Linked DNA regions of Bombyx mori: region 2 is linked to region 1. The links are chromatin contacts, called in public Hi-C maps. All regions are on one chromosome and are shown on one strand. The core of a region is the stretch at or near the end of the contact, and the rest is flanking DNA. Distances in the headings are between cores, read along the strand shown.

Region 1 (5,954 bases), core at 182-2,681:
GGTGCGTGAGCGGCGCCGGGATCCACCTCCGATTTAAGCTCTTATTTATCAATTAGACTATCTAGCTAAACGTCGTCGGCGATCACTGCGGCTCCGAGGTTACAAACGATTACTGGCTTCGATCTTAACATTACTCACATATTTAATCAATGACTTCACTGAAATTATAAAGAACAACTTAAACTTAGCGTTCGAAAGTCCACAGGACGGGGCTCGCCGCACGGACTATTTACAAAGTCGGCGGCCCGTCCGGTCACTGCGCCGCGGGCACGTCCCGGCCGGCGGCGCGTATGTACAGAGAGTATCCCGCGGGCGGGCGCGCTAGTGCGGCTCCGCATAGTAGGGCCGCGGCGGCGCCCACGGGGCGAACTGTTAGTGCGCTGCCAGTGTGTGGGCGCCCTGCGGCAGCCCGTGCTGCGGGGACAGGCCCGGCGGGGAGTGCTGCAGCGGGGACCCGTGCACGTCTCCGTGTCCGTAGTGTGCGTGCCCCATGCCCTCCATCATCTCGCCGCCGAGCGTGTTCGGTGGCGTCATCCTCTTCTCTTTCTGTCTCCTGTTGCAGAACCACACGCGCACCACCTCTTTCTCCAGCTGCAGGCTGTCCGCTAACGACGTGATTTCTTGAGCGGACGGTTTCGGCTGCTTGTGGAAGTGTTGCTCTAGCGCACCTTTCACCGAAACCTCTATAGAGGTGCGCTTCTTCCTCTTCCGACCCTGCGCCGCTATTTTGTCGATGCTGGTCGGGCTGCCCGTCGTCGAGTCCGCCTCCTCGAGCCACTTCTGCAGCAGCGGCTTTAATTTACACATATTTTTAAAACTGAGCTGTAACGCTTCGAAACGACAGATAGTCGTCTGTGAAAACACATTCCCGTAGAGCGTGCCGAGCGCGAGCCCGACGTCCGCCTGCGTGAAACCGAGCTTGATGCGGCGCTGCTTGAACTGTTTGGCGAATGCTTCGAGGTCGTCGCTCGTGGGGGTGTCCTCCTCGGGCTGATCCCGCTCCATGGCGTGATGATGCAGCGGATGCGGCGAGGGCTGGATGTCTCTGAGCATATGGTGTTGGTGCACGGGCATTGGGTATCCTCCATGCAGTGTGACGGGCGAGCCCGCACCGTAATGCGGGCTGACGACGGGCGCGTGCCAGCCGTGGGCCGCATGCTGCAAGTGGCGGTGGTCGTGAGGAGCCGGGGGAGGCTTCACGTCTGGTTGATGTGCGTGTGCGTGATGCTGGTGCATCGCCCAGGGGTCGGCGGGTGGCAGTGACGTCCAAGGGTTCCCTATCACGGGCGCCCCCGGGGACGGCGACCCGCCCGAGTGCAACGGATGCTGGTACTTCATGTCGGCAGGCTCAGCACTACGCGGCGACGCCGCGTGGTACCCGCCGATGTTGCCGAGCTCCATCTCGGCGGGCATGTACGTGGTCGCCGCCATGGCGCCGTATCTCAGATCCACGGTGGACGGCGTCTTGCCGGCTCGAAGGCTCTCGAGCCTTCAACTGGCTTATTCTTTCGCGAAAACTGCGCGGGGGTCGCGCTGCGCTGCGGTAGCGGCGGGGGCCACCTCACATCACCGGATTCGACAGCGAGCGACATGCGCGTGCGTGCGCTACGGCAGCACGGAGCGAACTGCGGGGCTCGGCGGCTGCGCGCGCCCGCCGACCGCCGCTCTCAGGGCCGGCCCCGCCCAGCGCGGCCGCCCGCTAATGACGGTGTAATTGTTGCCCCGCCCCTCGGCCCCCTCGCGCCCCGCACTGGAAAACTCTCGCGTCTGTACGTCTCGCGTCCGTGCCCGCCGCACTCGCCGCACTCGCCGCACTCGCCGACCCGCACCTGACGCTCCGCCGAGGACCGACGGCGCGCTTCCCAGTACAATTCCTTGTCATATAGACGAATATAACTGACTTGTCGACTTTTACTGTACTTACACTCGTTTTAAATATTATACTGCTTACGACCGCGTTCCGCTAACGTCACGGCCCCAATTTAATAAACAAATCGAACACGATCTAAGACTCTCTTTTTTATTTAATTAAAATTAAACGCACTAATTATTAGAGCATTTTTACAAACACTTTAACGTCTTAGACTATTTTTAATCTACACGTAACGTCATTAAGCACATGGAATGGCTTTCTGATACATATATTTTTAATTTTCACCACAAATTAAGTGGAATTTCCTACTTCAGCAGATATTACATTAGGTTTTAGACATTCTAGGGATACAGACGATAACTGAGAAAGAAGTCCACCGTTCTGGCACAGAGATGTTGTACCTACCTACCAAATCTACTCTTAGTAAACTAAAAAATCTTCTACTAAGTAACAACGACTTGACATCGTTACAAAACTGAGCGAGCGTTCAATTAGAAAGATTTACAAGTGTAATGCAGTAGACATAAATAATTCCTCCTACAATTGTTTAATTCTGAAGCTCTCGAATTTGAAACAAAAATTGATAAGAATACAAGCTACTAGTTACCCAGAGCAAGTTAAACAGCTCTCTGCTAATGTCGTTTCTTCACATTATAATTGAAATATCATGATTTAAAAACGTTATATACATATAAAGATATGATTTGTGAAAGCGGCATTTAAGCTGTGGCACAATATCGATTTAAAATTTTCAACATAGTTGTTGTCTGTATGTGCGCTTTTGTGGTTTCTATATTAATTCAACTAGACGCATTCCGGTCGGGAATTTGGCACGGAACGCTCTGATCGCGACTTGGACCTTATTCTCTTACTGGTCGAAGTCATTTTCGAATACCAGACCGTCGAGATCAATATATTTAGGTACAAATAATGTTAACATCAAATTGGAGTAATAAATTAGTTCAACGCTGATTTAAAATGCCTTATTAAAATGTTTGAAACTATTTATGTGTTTTAAACCTAAATTATTATTACCTTTCACGCTTAAACTGGGTAGTCAAGCTCACTGTGCACTTTGTGTTAAGTGGTTATTGTGTCGTGTCATCAAATTGAAAAAACTTTTTTAGTTCTTTCTAGATTTAGCACTCGAGCGTTTTATCCATCGATGTGGTAATATATCGATGGTTTTATCTATTAGTTCTTTTAATAATTGAATAGGTTTTACTTAATAAAAAAATCCATTATTAACAACAGTAGTTATGGGTATGTGTAAAAGTACCATTCTAGATGCCGATTCAATTTTCATTTGGCATTTGAATCTCTACAACAGGATCCATTATGTTCTTTCCGCAAATCGAATCTGTGAAACTTTATAAGCTAACTTCAAATTTACTTTTTAAAAGGAAACAATAAATTTACGGTTTTTTTGATTATTTTTTTATTGCGTAGATGGATGGACGAGCTCACAGCCCACCTGGCGTTAAGTGGTTACTGGAGCCCATAGACATCTACGACGTAAGTGCGCCACCCACCTTGAGATATAAGTTCTAAGGTCTCAAGTATAGTTACAACGGCTGCCCCACCCTTCAAACCGAAACGCATTATTGCTTCACGGCAGAAATAGGTAGGGTGGTGATACCTACCCGCGCGGACTCACAAGAAGTCCTACCACCAGTAAAATAATTTACATCTAGTATTTACATACAGACGATTAGAAAGGGAGCCACATGATTCGTAAAGTAATAACGTAGGAAGATGAGGATACATAATAATATAGAAAATGATAACTGGCGTCCGTGGGCATCAACAACGCCACAGTCAAGCCGTTACCTATATTACGAAATCAATTATATATGCACACTGATTTTTTTTGCAAAAAAAATATGGAATTAGTAGAAATAAGAATTGCTCAATAAAAGGTTTAGATAACTTGTAACATTCATAGATAAGTGTATATTTAATTTAGTTTGGCTTAGGGAAGAGCTTTTTACTACTATTTTATTTGTATTAATTCTTGTTTCCTTTTTTTTTGTTTCCCTAGTAATTTAACACGTTCTTATTGGTAAGAACCTTTAATTGACTTTCTGTTTCTATTTGTTGTTATTTTGTTCTATTATGTTAACTTAAGCTGTTGGTCCTCCTTTTAATAAATAAAGAAATAAATTGAGAAAAAAACAACAGACATAAATTTGAAAGTTTCAATGAAGTAAACTAAATTAAGATCCTAAACTCTTATTTAGGAAAGTAAATAATTAAAATACATAATATAATTATTGTAGTAGCCATTATTATGTAACTAACACAAGATTCTTCCAGTTTCAATTTCATTAGCAACTTCACCTCGCCACTATACGAGCACCAAAACAAAATATTTAACTAAAGCGACGGCAAAACCTGTATTTAATATTAATAAGAACACTTTTACTACTTCGTGTACAATCACTCTTGCTATTCGCATCATAATGATAATTATTTAAATTAAATGACAAGGCATGAATAAAGCGCCGTCGCGCCGGCGGTATCTTAATGCTACTTTTAACGCCATCTGTTGCCGAGTAGACAAACTTTATGGTAAACTTCCACAATTTTTCACTTTGCATTTTTTGAAGATAATATTAAATTTTGAAAATTGAATAGCTATTTAAGTAAATGTTAATTTAAATTGAAATTCGACTTATTTTAAATATATTTTTATAAAACGAATTATGATTAGGTACAATGAATATGAGAAGTATTAAATATAATTTAATTTAATACTTTAACTTAGAAGAGTAAATTTTCAAATAATTCACAATAAATAAGATAAGTTTATTGATCATAACTGAAGTTTAAAAAAACCTGTATATGCGAATTATTCTTAATTTGACGTTAATTATTATTAGGCAGGCTGACTGTGTCACGGGCATTGCCGATCTGATAGATATACTTCTTTCAACCTTTTACACCATGGACTCCGTCAATAACTATAAATAAATAGCTAGTTACAGTTTTCTTTTACTTTTAAGCTTATTTTTGTTTAAATATTTTCAATTCTTTAAGAGCCATAAAGCAAGGCAAGCAAGCAAAAATGGCGAGAGCAACGCCATCTATCCAAACAAAACTAAATTAATACTCTTATGTGAGGGCTGCGTGCAAAGGTACATTACTTAGTCAGACAATGAAGTTGTGTTGGATGCGGCTTCCACAGAGACCAGTTGGATTATTTGAGTTTTGATAAAAAAAAACATGATATTAACCATTAAATTTATTCCTTAAATTACTTTCACCATAAAGTACTGAGGTTAAAATAAGGATAGATTTATTAAATTTAGCCTAACAAAGCAAGATAGGGGTGGCACACAGACGTCAGTCATGTTGAGAAGGAAGTTCAGGGAAATCTCTTCCTGCTACCTGCTTTTTACAAGTTTACGTGTGAAGTACCTAAACAGCAATGTAAAAAATTTCGTCACATCAATAACAAAATTTCCCTTAAAAATCCAACTCGATTGTTATAAGCACCATGTTTATTTACCAAGATTTACGCATTATTACAACAGATGGTTCGACAACAGTCTGGTATCTGACGGTCCTCGTCAGATCGGTACTGAAAGTTTTAAGAAGAACTCAAATCTAGGAACATCAGGAATAACAACAACAAAAAATTTGAAAAATTAATTAAGTTTTAGTTTTATTATCGTGTTAATAAACAGCTTAGATACTAGTACGAGCAACAATCCTGTTTATTTTTACCACAAAGAAGACAAGCAAACATAAGAAGCGCTTGTTTATTTACATTATAAGTTATCATTGATAACAAAAGTAAACATTGACTAATTTTTAATTATTATATTTTTGAAGTGAAACTTCCTTATCGGCGTTGGAAAAAAATTTACCGTCACGTTTTTCGGTTACGCGTCACATTTTTCCGTTACGCGCCATCTGTTTTGTATTCATGTCTATGATAATAAAATCCTTTTGTTTAAACTTTATCTAATTTAACTTTTTTGTATTCATGTCTATGATAATAAAATCCTTTTGTTTAAACTTTATCTAATTTAACTTTATTTAACCAATTTCTAGAAAGTTGCATGTAGATCATTTT
Region 2 (6,137 bases), core at 2,855-5,354, 430 kb before region 1:
GCGCGGATAGGTACCACCGCCCTGCCTATTTCTGCCGTGAAGCAGTAATGCGTTTCGGTTTGAAGGGTGGGGCAGCCGTTGTAACTATACTGAGACTTTAGAACTTGTATCTCAAGGTGGGTGGCGCGTCTACGTTGTAGATATCTATAGGCTCCAGTAACCACTTAACACCAGGTGGGCTGTGAGGTCGTCCAGCCATTTAAGCAACAACAAAAAAAAGTAAGTTACTGTAGCGGTAGCTATCGTAGAGTAGAAGAAATCCTGAAAAACTTGACGCGCGCTAACGGCATGTACAGTCTGCCGAGCAATGACACTGACAATGTGTGGAAGATCTTCTCTCTGTCGTTTCCCTCAAAATACATTTTATTTAAATAAAAGTGGTAACCGCCCGCCGTATAGTCATCGCTCGATTTGAATACCCCGGGCGTCTTATTCTTTAGCAATCAGACGCTTTTAAATAGTTTAACAAAACCTTCGTTTTTTTGGTAGCCCGCTTACTCAAAGCTGCTGTCTTTTAAAGTTAAAGTCTTTGGACTAAGCGCGCTTATTGGAAATTCTCTACACTACATGTTCAAAGGATATATCGTACTTTATCTGAGTTACATAAGTGTTTCAAAACAATACCATAAATCTGCCGCTGTGGCTCATAGCACATCATTATGTGCAGCTACTTATTCGCCGTAAGATTGGAAGGTGTGTTGCAACGATTTACCGGTGGGCCGGTGCGTGAAATGAAACGTCGCGGACCAACAGTCGCGCGCGTGCCCTGTTATATGAAACGCTAGATTATAAGCTAACAAGCAATTATTTGAGGAGAAGATCATTTAGTATTAAAGCTATCTAACTACTAGCCCGATGTTCGAATGTCGACAAATAATGCTTTAGTCCTCCGCGACCACGGACACCATCAAGTATTCAAAACGTAGAAAATTAAAAAAAAAATTAAAATAATCAACGCGAGAATAAGCCGTAAATTAGTGTTAATTGCAAATTAAATTGTTGGCGAGCTAAACTAATATCCTCTGGTCTTATCTTACTGCTGCCAGGTGAGCCCGCATAGATAGCCCTCAAGGTTCTGTACATTTCTTCTGCAAGCCGAGCGTGTGGTCCGGTTGATATAATGAATACCTCCCTCTTACCCCATAGACACAGCCCACTGAGTTTCTCGCCGGATCTTCTCAGTGGGTCGCGTTTCCGATCCGATGATAGATTCTGCGAAGAACTGCTCTTGCTAGAGCCAATGTTAGCAACGCCGTCGGTTTGAGCCCCGAGAGCTCACCTACTAGTTAAGGTTACGCTGAAATAGCCTCTCAAGGCTATCAGCATGGGTAGGAAAAAAAGCGTCTTATTGTGACTGGCAGCATTCACGGCTTGATGTGAGCTCGTCTACCTATGGAACCATTCGACACATCAAAATTTTTATGAAAATTTTAAGAACTTCACTTTCATTCTATATATGTGAAATGTGTAAATAGCTCACGCGCTAAACCAGTACACACAGAGCCTGTACACAGTATGTATTGTACCCCTCTAGCGCGAACAACGACAAGTCACTCACGCATGACCCCAGGTGTCTGTAAGCGGTCATTTCTGTTTATTTCACGGGTCGACGAACGCCGCGACGTGGAATATGTAAATGCACATAGCCTATTTATGTTCATAAGAGAGGCCTCGGAACGTTAAAAGGGGACATTTTGATAGAAATTCAGATCTCCGATATAGGAAGCTATTTTTTTTTATTGCTTAGTTGGGTGGTCGAGCTTACAGCCCACCTGGTGCTAAGAGTGGTTACAGGAGCCCATAGATATATACGACGTAAATGCGCCACCCACCTTGAGATATCAGTTCTAAGGTCTCAAGTATAGTTACAACGGCTGCACCACCCTTCAAACCGAAACGCATTACTGCTTCACGGCAGAAATAGGTGGGGTGGTGATACCTACCCGCGCAGACTCACAAGAGGTCCTGCCACCAGTAACAGATTAGTATAAAGAACTTTTAAAAAAGTTCAATAATTTGAACAGATTTCATTGCTCACAGCATTTGGTTTTTTAACGATAATCTCATAATGATCGTAATAATATTTGTGTGACAATGTATTAATATAATCCGTATATATAATAATAAAGTGTATTGGTCATATGTACCGGTATCGGGCGGGCGCGCTCTGTGGAAACAAAAAATACCGATTTGAGCGCCTCAACTCGGACTCATGTTTAATTTATAAACTTTTAATGAAGCAAGGTCATCTGAATTCATTTCCTTCGCTAATACGTACGGACTTTAACACACATTGTGTTACGTAAGTTATGCTTAATTAAGTTTGTGTGTGTGTATATATTTTTTAGCCCGTTATTTTGAATTAGCATTTTCAACAACGAAATAAATGTACCGCACTGTTTGTAGTTCTGCTATTCGATAATAGATGGCGCTAAGCGTTGTAAAATCTGTTTCTTATTTTTTATAACGTTATTAATTGATATAATATTTTTTTATATTCCATGAAAGTTACACAAAGTGCAAGATGGTTTCTTAAATCCGAATAGAATCATAAAACCGTCATAAATCGTACCACGTCATAAAACAATTTGGAAGATTGAAGATACCATTTTAGTAATTTATTTAGTATTTATTGAGGGAACAGTTATAATATATAAGTTGTATAATGCAATGAAAAGCAATGAGAGCGATGTTACCACAATCACCTTATCAAGGAAATACTTTACCCAAGATATCTTTGGTGTTGAAATCATCATCGCCTACTGACAATGACTCTAAATTATTGTCCCACTTGGAAAATAGTACAAAACTACAAATTCTGTATTTGAATAATTAAATCGGAATTTAACCTTTCTATAAGCACAGTTTTTTTTATTGTCCTTATAGGTAGACGGGTATACGGCCCACCTGATGATGAGTGGTTACCGTCGTTCATGGACTTCATCAATACCAGCCTGCTGCCTTCGTTTAAAATAATATTTCGTTTTACCACCCCTAACGATCTGACTCACACATAACTGCCTTAGATATGAACAACTGCTATTCTAGCCTAAAGCCGGATCAAATTAAACTCAACGTACTAATATCTCAAAGTGCGTCAAATGTCTTAAAGAAACCTGTGTTAACAACTTCAAAATACTACAAAATGCACACACACATTCACGAACACACAGCTTGTGTGCGACGCCGTGGAAATTGACTCGTCTTTGTGCGAGTTTTCCCTCGCGTCTGTGTGTGTGCTTGCGCGCCATCCTTCTCGCACGAGCTGCCACGCGACGCCGTCCTTTCAATATAATTACCTATACGATGGAGATTTCATAATTTTAGAACATCAGCTTCAATCACAGGAGTGCAGGTCAACGAACTCCAGCAATGCACTGGCGGTAATTAAGATTGACGCTAAATTTTTAAGTGAATCAACATTTTTCTTTTTGAATAAATTAAGTTGAAAACTTTATCGAGCTGGTTAAATATTTTACAGCGCTACCTGTGGCTAGTGAAGCAATTATATGATTAACGAGAAACCTGATCGCACTCCGTCAAACGCTTCGGCAAATGAGCATAAGCGGTGCTAATTAAAACGTCATTTATCAGTCAAGTTATAAATTTAAATTAAGGAAGAATATTGGAAGTAAACAACTTAAAAGTCAATATCATCACGAATGTTTTTTTTGGAATTGCAAACTCGCAAAACTAGTTAGGACAGTAGTTACCATTCACATTGACTAAGTTATTGACAAGACTAATTAACTGTCGATTGTAAGTATTCGCGGATACGTCTCACGTTACAGTTTTAAAAGAAAAATTTCATGATCCTGGTATATGTTCAAAATTCTTCTGTTAATTATTACATTAACTGTTAAATAAGTAAAATAGGACGCCATGATGCACGTTACACGTCATATTTTTCTCGACGCCTCGTAAAATAAGCTGCCATTGAAAATTACAATCCGAATTATGTTCATAAAACAATAGTGTACTTCAAATCGGTACGCATTACTATCATGATAACGTTCGCTCTGTGCAAGTTAGACCAATAGTAGTGAATAACTTTGGTTTGGTACGTGGGGGGTGGTGGGGGGCGTTGGGCGGCGCCGCGCATGCGTCCCGTTGTCAAGACAACCGCACGTAACGGTCCGTGTGTGCGTAATCGTGCTTATAGTCCATACCCTGTTACCTGGTGCGGGTTTTTAGTTGGGACGGCTTTATTTTCTTAGAAATTGAAACACTTGCTGAGGTTATGAGTTGTAGATATTAGAGATAGAGAGAGAGAGAGAGAGAGTGTTCTTTATTGTACACCAAAAAAAAAACAATACGATACATTAAATACAAAAAAAGTATAATTGGCTGTCTTATCGCTAAGACTAGTAAGTAGAGTAGACGTTAAGATATTTGTGACTTTTTTACAGTTTATTATGTAGTCTAATGGCGCGTTCGATCTTGCGTTCATTTATACATTAGATCTTCTTCACCGTTTCAAATACAATATGTGTTCACGAACAGCTATGAAAAATGTGGTAAAAAGTTCTCTTCACTTGTTATATTTCAAAATTGCATGTAAAATTAAATCACCGAAAAAAATTCAAACCGAAAACAATGGATGACGTCACAGACGCTCAGCCATCCACAGCGTATAGACTATACAGTGTGTGTGTATAGAGCTACGCACACAGCAACAGAGACACGTGTTGGTGTCACACGCACACACGCCAATCGCTACGCCCAGCCGTAATATGTACGTAGGAAAACTCCTCGGAGACTAGAGTTTTACAATGCGATTTTCTTCAGAAAGCTTCGGCTGTAAAGCGTTCTTAAAGGGCGTCGATAGGCCGTAGAGGCCCTTTGTGCTAAGCTCGAGGGACAGCTTGAAATCGTAAAAAAAGAAATCTATAATGATTGATTTTTATACTATTTTTAATAGTCGATTTTAGTATACTTTGCATAGTTTGAATTAAAATTGAATTGTGCTTAGTGGTTTATGGTCAAATCGGTTAAGAATTTTACATACTGATGTGTGACGTGTCTACATCGAAAAACGTCTTTATGAAAATTAATTAGTGGAAAAACCAAATAAAAGAATTACACTTATTTAATTGCGATCAAACTTAACCTCTTATATTTATGAGCGAATGTATCAGGCTCTATTGGAAGTGCGCTTCAAAATATAAGCTTGACTCTTTTTGCATGAATTTGTTTTGTGGTATTTGCACATTTTTAAAAATTTCCTATTAAACATATGGTTTAAGGTGGTTTAATTTGTTTTAAATAAAACATTTATCTTGTCTTAATCAATAAGATATGAACTGATATCTAATAAAACTCTGACTCTAATGCAGCTCTTGGTCTTCATACACAAAGTCCTTTAGCACAAACCGGCGGCCATGTTAGCTCGGAGACTTAAATGAAAATTATCATGCTGCGTCCGGACGCAGTTATTTGGGGCAAAAAGCCCAAAAAAGCCTTAAAAAATCAATGCAGGAGCCAAATAAGCATCGGGAAGGTCACGGCCTCATCGATCCGACGTAGAAAGTGAGAACAGCAGCCACTACTAACACCGTCCCGCTGGCTATGCAGCCTGAATTAATCGCGCATATATTTGAATACATTTGAACGCGCGGTTCGGCACGGTGTCGTCGCCCTTTTAAGATTTAGAGCCTTTTGTTGACTGCGTTTTTCGAGGAAACTTTGTGTGTTGTGTTGTATGAAGTAAGACTCATAATAATCATATAATTTTCAAGTTCAACCTGGCGCAGCATCGAACAGACACGTACTCATCAGTTCCTGTATATGGGGTGAGGACAGATCTTACACAACAATATTTGCCAGACTTCAAATCAGAAGAAACAGGTATTACGTCCTTGTCTACTCATGTAACATACTCGTTTTACTGGTGATAGGACCTCTTGTGAGTCCGCGCGGGTGGGTACCACCACCCTGCCTATTTCTGCCGTGAAACAGTAATGCGTTTCGGCTTGAAGGGTAGGGCAGCTGTTGAAACTATACTTGAGACCTTAGAACTGATATCTCAGGATGGATGGCGCATTTACGTTGTAGATGTCTATGGGCTCCAGTAACCACTGAACATCAGGTGGGCTGTGAGCTCGTCCACCCATCTAAGCAATTAAAAAAATATATAT

Evidence for each region. Hi-C and Micro-C count contacts between places; a contact is called where the count stands out from the background.
Region 2: a Hi-C map of posterior silk gland shows a contact between it and region 1, with 2.2 times the contacts expected there. The contact joins the enhancer-like site here to the promoter of SGF3 in region 1. A contact is called at or near these places in 5 of 7 Hi-C or Micro-C datasets (middle silk gland, posterior silk gland and whole pupa).

What each region holds. Positions count from the first base shown.
Region 1 is chr22:17,578,211-17,584,164 of ASM3026992v2, reverse strand. It overlaps SGF3 (POU domain protein), which reads right to left and starts at 1,431. Exons shown (of 1, transcript NM_001043991.2): 1 at 373-1,431. The coding sequence starts at 1,431. The coding sequence ends at 373.
Region 2 is chr22:18,012,573-18,018,709 of ASM3026992v2, reverse strand. No RefSeq gene overlaps it. Among protein-coding and RNA genes, the nearest start is that of TRNAM-CAU, 60 kb to the right of the region's middle. Within about 2 kb of position 4,104, at least 7 of the 8 cell types and tissues checked have open chromatin away from gene starts, as enhancers often do.